Linked DNA regions of Mus musculus: regions 1 and 2 are each linked to region 3. The links are chromatin contacts, called in public HiChIP or PLAC-seq maps. All regions are on one chromosome and are shown on one strand. The core of a region is the stretch at or near the end of the contact, and the rest is flanking DNA. Distances in the headings are between cores, read along the strand shown. Region 1 has its middle 530 kb from the start of Large1. Region 2 overlaps Large1 (LARGE xylosyl- and glucuronyltransferase 1). Region 3 holds the start of Large1 (LARGE xylosyl- and glucuronyltransferase 1).

Evidence for each region. HiChIP or PLAC-seq counts read pairs in DNA pulled down with a chosen protein or histone mark.
Region 1: a contact with region 3 is called in a CTCF HiChIP or PLAC-seq map of stem cell-derived epiblast-like cells, with 5 times the contacts expected there. The contact joins the enhancer-like site here to the promoter of Large1 in region 3. A contact is called at or near these places in 6 of 39 promoter capture datasets (embryonic stem cells, frontonasal cranial neural crest, hippocampal neurons and 2 more), 1 of 15 datasets of contacts at CTCF or cohesin (stem cell-derived epiblast-like cells), 1 of 484 Hi-C or Micro-C datasets (reprogramming fibroblasts) and 6 of 115 datasets of contacts at active chromatin or transcription factors (embryonic forebrain, embryonic stem cells and stem cell-derived neural progenitor cells).
Region 2: a contact with region 3 is called in an H3K4me3 HiChIP or PLAC-seq map of bone marrow-derived macrophages, with 7 times the contacts expected there. The contact joins the enhancer-like site here to the promoter of Large1 in region 3. A contact is called at or near these places in 6 of 39 promoter capture datasets (the 3T3-L1 cell line, embryonic stem cells, hippocampal neurons and 1 more) and 12 of 115 datasets of contacts at active chromatin or transcription factors (bone marrow-derived macrophages, embryonic forebrain, embryonic stem cells and 4 more).

The regions. Positions count from the first base shown.
Region 1 is chr8:73,880,115-73,883,149 of GRCm38.p6, reverse strand. No RefSeq gene overlaps it. Among named protein-coding and RNA genes, the nearest start is that of Large1, 530 kb to the right of the region's middle. Within about 2 kb of position 1,294, at least 2 of the 459 cell types and tissues checked have an H3K27ac peak or open chromatin away from gene starts, as enhancers often do. A contact at or near this core is called in stem cell-derived epiblast-like cells, where this site is marked.
Region 2 is chr8:72,834,561-72,837,623 of GRCm38.p6, reverse strand. Large1 (LARGE xylosyl- and glucuronyltransferase 1) reads left to right here. Exons shown (of 15, transcript NM_010687.2): 12 at 1-217. Among named protein-coding and RNA genes, the nearest start is that of Gm39198, 49 kb to the right of the region's middle. Within about 2 kb of position 1,548, at least 12 of the 459 cell types and tissues checked have an H3K27ac peak or open chromatin away from gene starts, as enhancers often do. A contact at or near this core is called in bone marrow-derived macrophages, where this site is marked.
Region 3 is chr8:73,352,098-73,355,149 of GRCm38.p6, reverse strand. Large1 (LARGE xylosyl- and glucuronyltransferase 1) reads left to right here and starts at 1,610. Exons shown (of 15, transcript NM_010687.2): 1 at 1,610-2,684.

The DNA of each region.
Region 1 (3,035 bases), core at 45-2,544, 530 kb before region 3:
TAAGCATATGAATGATTTTTTTTTTCTGGATGTATACCATGTATCTCCTTGGTTTCTGTGAAGGTTAAAAGAGGGTGTTGAATTCCTTGAAGCTGGATTTTCAGATAGTTGTGAACTACTATGTGGGTGCTTGGAATGAAATCCAGATCCTCTGCAAGGTCAAGAAGTGTTCTTAACCACTGGACCGCCTCTCAAGCCCCATACATTTCTTAATTTCAGGTCTTGCAGCAGTAACAAGCTCTCAGAGTAACAGTCCCCAAATTCCATTACAACAAGCATGTGGCCCTTGGGTATTTTATATGATCTCTGAAAGACTTACTGAACTGACTATCAGACATTCTTACCTAGAAGACAAAGCTTATAGAGTGGTGACTGGATAAATGAATCAGTAGTTAAGAGCAGTAGAGAGAGTTAAGTCTGCTCTTCCAGCTGATCCAGGTTCAAGTCCCATGGTCCATACAGCAGCTTCCAACCATAGTAACTCCAGTCTCAGGATATCTGACCCCCTCTTCTGATCTTCATAGGCGCCAGACATTCATGTAATACATAGACATAAATGCAGACAAAACACTTAAAGTATGGGGAGACAGGGAAGTTACAGTGGTTGTCCCACAGTAGAAACAAGTGCTTATGAAATTGAGTGTATCCATAACTAAACACATAGAAAGCATATGAAGTGTAGAGGAACTTGTATTACTTAGTAAGCCATCTATTTTACTGTCCCTGCTTTTATTTGAATTGCAAGAAGACTGGCATCTCCAACTTCATATAAGTACAAATCTGGCAGAAAACAGTACCTAGATATTAGAACTAGGGGTATTTCTTATGATTGGGGCATATTTTCTTAAAAACCAGAATAACAGACTACTGAAAATCATGGCCTATGTCCTTCCCTGAATTATGGAGTGTTGCATGTCTCAGACACTTCTTTCTAAGTTCCAGGTCTCCTGAGAAGAATGCGTAAGTTCAGAGAACCACAGTCAAGAGTCTCACACAAATCTGGGCCCAGTGTAGATTGGTAAATTCTAGACTTTAGTCCAGATGCCATTATTAGATGATATTTTTAGAGGCTTTAGAATTTGGATAAGAAGTGTATTCTGCATGCACTGAAATATAGTTTTGCAGCAGCCCTATTGTGGTAGATTGCAAACATGGTAAAGAGACTTCCTAAAACAACTTAAAAACACGGTCATACCTTCCCTTGAAGCTTGCCATCATTCTAACATGTCTAGGCTAACTCCCATGTGAAGGAAACTAACTTAGCTTGTGCCCTTCCCCCAGCCTTGAGTAGTCTAAACAAACCCACAATAGTTTTATGACTTAGCTGGGGTTGGTTGGCCTCCATGCACTTGCAATTTCCTACAGGAGCTTTGAGGAACTGACCACCTGCTGAGCTTGCTTTGCAACTCAATCCAGCTGAAACAAAGGATGGGTCTGTGGGCTCTCCCTATATAAAATCAGTACTGAATATTAAACTTTGAGCCTTGATCAGAAACTGTGTCTTGCCTTCATCCTTCTCTCTCACCTGTCCTTTTCATTTCTAGCCCCCCTTTCAGGTAGACACAGTTCTCCATGGCCACTGGACAGCTACACAAGTCTTCCTAGATGCAGTCATTTCTATTTGCAACCTGCCAGGAAACTATCTGTCTGAATGAAGCATTTCAGATGAGTTAGATTTCAGCAACAAACTAATGCTAAATAACCAAACAATGGAATGAAAACACATAGAAACCTAGATAAGGATTCTCTAAATCCATCTACAGAAGGTCATGTACCAAAAATGTAAATTTTTAAAAATTGGCATATTTCTAATAAGCTTTTATTATGTACCTTGTCAGACAGGTATCAGCAAACCATGTGTGTCAATTGTGTATATTCTGATTTGGAAATCTTTAGGTTTGTCAGTTACATCTGCTGTCTATAGTGATGTGTGTGTGTGTGTGTATGTGTCTTCCATTAAAGATAACCTTCTTTCTTTACTTACTCTGGAGAAAATAAAAATACCTCCCATACTTTAACTAAGCCATAAATTCCTTTGAGAGGAAAAGTAGGAGAGTGGTTAATAGCTCATATTTTGGAGTCAGACTACCTGGCTCCAAATCCCAATACCGCAACTACAATTTCCAAACCTAGGAGTTACTTATCTCTTGGTGATCAATGTCATAAACTATGAATAAGATGCAGATGGCACTCACCTTTAGGGAGAATAGTGTGAGTCACCTTATGTTACCTGCTTACTCTGGTGCCTGGCATATATTCAGAGAGAGAGTGACAAGTTTTTCTATTACTTCATGCTTAAGATGACTCAATGTGGAACACCTTTCATTGCCTATCCATTTATTGGTAACATATATAAGTAATCATTAATAAAATATATGGGAAATGCCAGAACATTAATTAGACCATAAAGCAGTGAAGCAGATGATATAGATTCATAAAGTTCCTAGTGAAAGAATTTTTAAAGACTTTCCTTCAGAGAACTTGGGGATATTCTTCAGCCTTTATGCCAGCCAGTAGTGCAACCTGTCTGGGGTGTTCTGATTAAATCTCCTTTTCTGCACAGAGAAAACAAGTCACACAGGTGCCATCTCAGACACTGGCCACAATGACAAAAATGGGTCCCTTGTATCCACTTCTCAGATGGACTTTGAGCTCTGCCCTTTCAAACACATGTGATTCATCAAATCCCAGGTAATCCCTGGTTAACTGAACAGCACCTACTGTTTGGAGGGCAGACCCACAGGAGTGTCACATAATCCTCATGCTACCATGAGAAAGATGCAGAGAGGCATACAGGGAAAAAAAAAACCAACCATCAGAGGTTGGGAGGGGATGGATGCAGTAGTGAGCAAGTAAACAGAAAGGATTGCTTGATAACCACGAGAACCTAGGGGGAGGCAAGGAAGGTTCCTCCTCTAGAACCTCCAGAGAACACAAGACTAGCCCTCCTTACAACTTGAATTCAGACAGTGAGATTATGATCTATAAAATAAGAACTCTGCATGGTTTCTGACCACCTGACTTCATGATACTTC
Region 2 (3,063 bases), core at 299-2,798, 520 kb after region 3:
TGTCAGATGCAGAAGCCCAGCAGTTCCTCCGCTATGCCCAGGGATCCGAGGTGCTCATGAGCCGGCAGAACGTGGGCTACCACATCGTGTACAAGGAGGGTCAGTTCTATCCTGTCAATCTTCTGCGAAACGTGGCTATGAAGCACATCAGCACACCCTACATGTTCTTATCTGACATTGACTTCCTGCCTATGTATGGGCTCTATGAGTACCTCAGGTAAGGAACCCAGGGGACCTTGCTGTTCTGTCCTCTCTTCAGACTGGTGGCCACACAGGTTCAGGAAAAGCTGGAACCTCAAGGCCCTCAGGACCATTGTCTAGTCTGCCACTTACCTTTTATAGGTAGGACAACTACAACCCAAAAGGGGACAGGGACCTGTCCAGTGATGGCCACTACCTACAAGTTTGGAATGTGTGTACTAAGCTCTATTATCCCATGCACAGACTAGACCCAATTTCCATAGTGACATTATTTGCTCTTGAAACATCTCTCTTGCTTAAAATTTCTGCCTCTTTTCCAACTTTGCAGTAGACAGGCTTCCTATCATCATTCTCAAAAGCCCATTGCCTGTTCCTTAAAACAAACCTAAATAATAGTGATGCTTAACATGTATTGAAGCACTTAAGCATATGCCAGAAAATGATGGACAGGTAAGATTTCATTTTGTTTCCTCCTCTCACAAACCCCTGCTATGGGCAACATTGATGTCTTCATTATACAAACAAGAAACTGCAGAACAAGACTGAAAGATGCTGGCCTATCTTATATAACTAGTGTGGGAGGAAGTGGGGAGTCATAACACAGGACACCCAACTACAGAACACCTAACCACAGAAAACCCAACCACAGAACCATAGGAATATCCAGTATCCTTCTCCACCTTTCTTCACATAGCAGAGCAGAAAGCAGTACACTCCTTTAAGCCCGGGTGGTTCAATTAATATAAATAGTATGAATTGAAATGTATTGCAGAATTCACATGACTCAAAATTGTACATGGGAGAAATATAAAGTCACATGGTCCAACATCATCACCATGGTCCTTTTCCAATTGTCCCTTATCAGCATGGATTTCCCCTGTGTCTAAGATAGTGCCTTCCAGGATCCACATATCCCTAAAGATGGTTCATATATCTTGTCTTTTTAGGATGCACAAACTAAGTCTCAACCGCTTGTGGGGCTGCCTTATGCTACACCATGGGCCAGTAAGGCTTGGAGAGACAAAATGACAGGCTTGAGTCCAGACAGATGACAATCATAGGAGTTGAGGAGTGTCTGACAGGCTCCTACCTTGCCCAACTACTCTGGGGTTTCTGATCCCAGACAGGCTGTATATGAACTCCCAAGATCTCTGTCCCCATCTCCGTCCCTGTCCCCACCCCCACCCCCACCCCCACCCCCGGTCTGTCTCTCCCTCCCTCCACCCTCTCTCTCTGTAGCAAGAGAGGGTATCCTACACTTTGTATTCAACCTCAATAGAGTGTCATTACAAAGTGTTGTGTAACATAGTATGACATCATTTCCTTCCTGGTAAACACGGAAGATCCTCATCAGCTGTCAGAGAGCCAAAGGGTAAGTGGCCCCATCAGCAATATAAGCTCCACCATACAAGTGGGTAGAACTGTGACATAACACCCTGTGAATGAGTTCCTGACTGCCAGACTCCATTCACTGATTTTTTTCCTCCAGGTCCAGCTCCAACTAGGTGACAATATCCCAGTCTGTAGAACAAGCCCCGCACCCCCCCCCCTCCAATGTGGTCAGACTAAATCCTCAGCTCTGCATCATCCCTCGTAGCTTGGAAAGCTTAGCAGTCAGCAAGATGCTAGCCTACTTACTAGATGAATAAGTAAGCAGTTAGGAGCAGCCTCAACTTAGACTGAGAAGAGAGGATTGTACCCTACCCACCCTTCACCTTCTGTGATTTTCCTCAGAAGCACCTAAGGGGTCTTCACTGCAAAGAATTTAAAGTAAACAGGCCTGACCCTTGCCTCAGCTGCCCTTGCCTTATGGGCAGCATGTTTTACATGGCACACAAGGAAATTGTATTTATGTTTCCTCTTTATGTGTTACTGACTTAAAATTGCTGATGGAGACCATACTCAGTGCTAAGCAACATGTAACACACGGTAACACCACAAGTTATTTTGCTTAGTTCAAGTTCACCATATGAATCTCATCAGGGATTTTGAAATATTGCAGGTTTCCCCTCAAATTGTCTTTACAGACCCTGTCTGAAAAGTACTATTTAAGAGAGTTCATAGATCTGTCTAAGGAAGCACCATCTCTCCAGGTGTGGAGTCATGTTGCCGTTGTGGCAGAATTGCAATTTATATTTTTGCAAAGAATCTGAATCTTTATGTATTTTAATGTTTTAGTATTATTAAATAATTGGGAGCTGGCGAGATGGCTCAGCAGTTAAAAGAACTCATTGTTCTTACAGAAGACTCAGGTACAGTTCCTTGTAACACATGGATGTTCACAGAGGGCTGGCACTCTCTGAACACCAAGCACATGTGTGATGTACATGCATATATATAGTCAGAACACTCATAGACATAAAATTAAAATCTTGCTTAAAAATGAACAAATAATTTAAAATGAGTTTTAAATGCTATGGAGTCACACTATATCCCCAGGCTAGATTAGCCCCCCTCTCACCTGCTCACCATTTGCAACCTCTGACCTAGGATTGTTTCTAGATGCTAGAATTTTGACAACCGGTAATAATTCAATCAGCTGGATGCATTGAGCTGGATCCCAAGCTCAAGGGGGAAGTCCCAAGGCCTGACACTATTACTGAAGCTGTGGAGCACTCACCATGACTGCTCTCCAAAAGACCCAACAAGCAGCTGAAAGGGTCAGATGCCGATATTTGCACCCAACCAATAGACAGAAGCAGCCAACCCCTGTTATTGAATTAGAGAAGGCTGAAAGAAGCTGAGGAGAAGGCTGATCCTGTGGGAGGACCAGCAGTCTCAATTAACCTGAACCCCCGAGATCTCTCAGATACTGGAACACCAACCAGGCAGCATACACCAGCTGATATGAGGCCCCCAACA
Region 3 (3,052 bases), core at 361-2,860:
CTGTATGTTAGAGGAAGAACTGAGCTGCCTTCGAGCTAAAAGGCTTGGCATTAAACTTTGACACTTTAATGGCTTTTAGGATATTAGATACTATTTTACCATATAATGTTCTTTTCCGACACAATAATGGCATCAAACCCAGATACGATTTGCTATCCCTGCAACGTTCGTGGTAAGACTTATTCTGGTAGAGATAAGACATCAGGACCCCAGCATCGCAGTTAACTATTCCGAAGCAACCGCTACCTTCGGTTCGCATCCTCCAAGACTTAGGCTCCTACTGATTAGGTAAACAGCGCTGGGAACTGAGGGAGAGCCCCTGCTGGTGGTAAAAGGGGTCCTGGCTTCTAGAGAACGCAGGGAAGCCGAGAGTGTCGAGCAGGTCAAAGGACGGTCCAAGGGTGTAGGTATCAAGGCCAGAGCTGGGGATGAGGGATGGGATCAGAGAGGAGCTGGATCTTCGAATGCGAGATTAGAGTGATGCTCCACCTCGGGTAAGATAGTCAGCTCAGAGTCCCGAGATAGGAAGCCCTTTCTAAGGCATCCCACCTCTCTCCATCCTCCCCAGCCATTAAAAGACAGTGGGTGGGCTGCCGGAGGAGATAAGCGCAGGGGAAGACAGAGATTCAGTGGCTCCTACGGATTGGGGGAGGTGGGGACTCTGGGGGAAGGGGCCCCCAGAAGCCAAGGGACCTAGTTGAGGAAAAAACCCGGAAGCTGGATCGCAGTTTCGGAGCTCCGTCTTCCAGTGGGAGTAGACCGTCCGCTCTGGTCCTCTTTCTCACCCAGGCTCTGCTTCAGCCTCAAGGGAGGGTATTCTCCCAAGGGACATCCCATCCCCTTTACTATAACCAAATCTTTCCGCTCCTTCCGCAGTCCGGGCGGACTCTCCGCATCCTCACCTTCCTCATCAACATCCGGAGGCTTAGATGTCCCTTTAGTGGACGTTGAAAGCGGGGCTCTGAGCAAGAGTAAAATTAGAAAGGAGGTGCATCTATGCGTGTATATATGGACACAAAAATGTAGTTTCCTCTGGTGAGGGGGACCAGAGTCTTGCACAGGATTCTTGGATCCAGAATCCAAGCAAGATGATGTCAAACCGCTCAAATCGGGCCTCTTCACAGCTCTGGCTGCCCCATGACCGGTCAACCTAGGGGAGAGCCGCGTTCCCAACCGAAGGAAAAGCAGGGTAAACTTCCTACTTCCCCCCAAACCGTTATTTTGTAAAAGGAGTGGCACGGTGACCCACCCTGCTCGCAAACCGGAAGCAACAATTGCGAACTCAACCCGCCTCTCTTCACTCTCTTTCATCCAAATCTGGGGTAGCCGGAGTCCGGGAAAGAAGGGCGGGGAGCTCCAGCTAGCACCCTTTTCCCGAGACCCGGCCCGGGCTCCGGGCTCCGGGTGTTTCATCCGCCTGCGTTCCAATGAACCAAGGAGCGGAGGGAGGCGCTTGGTCGTAGGCGTAGCCTAGGCAGGGCGGGCACTAGAGACGCACATTCCTGGCGCTACCCATTGGCTGTCCATGCGATCACGGGGAGGAGGCGTGGCCCCGAGGCGGGCTCCGGTCCCGCCCCCGCTCGGAACCCAGCCCAGGATCGCGGTCCTTCCCCCTCGCCCCCCAGCTGCACAGACATGACACAGACACACAGTCACTGCAGCTGCCGAACGAGCCCGACGCTCTAAGCACGCGGCGGCGGCTGGACTAGCCTGGAGCTCCAACACCAGCGCCCGCCAGCGCGCTCCCACGCCGGTCCCCGCACAGCGATTCTCTCCCGGCCCCGCGCGGGAAGCGGGGATCGCGCGCCTGTCCGTTCGCGGCTCCAGGCTGCCCACAGCGTCTGCAGCGGACGAGCGGCTCCAAACCTGAGCGCTCCGGGAAGCCGGCGCGTCTCCAAGGTGGCGGCGGGGGCTGCCCGCCCGGGCTCCCCGCACCCATCGGGCTGCGTCCCGCTCGCGGCGCCCCGGCGGCCGTGACCTTCCAAGGAGCATCTATCCCGGCCCCGCGCCCCCGGTCCCGCGCCCCAGGCCCGGGCGAGGCCCTCTTCAGCGCCCGCTTCTCGCGGAGCCGCGGGCGGGCGGCGCAGGCCCGGGGGGTGGGGGGGAGGGTCACCGCAAGCAGCTACGGTCGGTCCCAGTGCTCGTTCGCCACGCTGGTCTCTCGGTCCGGCTGAGCTGCCTCCAGCCTCCTGCCTCCTGCCTCGCCTCTTCTCCGTGGCTGGGGCTGCCGGTGTACTTGCCTGGCCGGGCCGGTTGCGGGCAGGCCCTGCCCTGAAGGGGTTAAGCGGTCAGGGGCGCGGAAGGTGAAGCCGGCAGAGCTGCGGCTCCCCGTTTCTTCCTGGCGCTGGTTTCCCGGATCCAACCCAGGGCGGCCCCCAGGCCCTTGCCCATGCGAGGCGCCCAGGGCTTGGAAGAGTCCTTCTGGCGTAGAGCAGCTCTCGGCAGCCGCCTCGGAGGAGGAGAAAGAAGGGAGAGTGCTCAGTCCCGGCAAGGCGGACCTTTCCTATTGATATTTGGAGCCCAAGGCTGTCCCGAAGTCTGTGCTTGGCACCGTCGGTCGGTCGGGTTAGAACAGCTCCAGCTGGGATCTCCACCAGGACCCACTGCACTTAGTAGGCGTCAGTGGCACCACGCGGTTCAGCTCTTTCGGAGTGTACCTCTGCCTGGATGTAGTCAAGGCCAAGGTAAGAGCCCTGATGTGCGAGAGAACCATCGTGGGAACGCTTTAGTGAGCAATGCTGGACAACTTATCCAAACCTGTGGCTGGTACCCGGTGTGCTTAGGATGCTAGTAAAAAGGATGGGCACACCGTTTCTGACTTGGCTTTGAGTCCCGGAAAAGCAGGAGGTGGAAGACCCCAATCTCTAGTGTCCCCAGGATCTGTCTCAGGGCCTGACATGCTCTTAGGTGTACAAGATATTGATAGGCAAGAGCGAGTTGGTGTGTGTGTGTAGGGGGCAGGTTCTTAGTAACACCTGGAGGTATTGTTTTCCCGCCACCCTGGGACCCTTCCTGCTTTTCTTCGACGTTCACCTGCCTTTTATGATGGGAT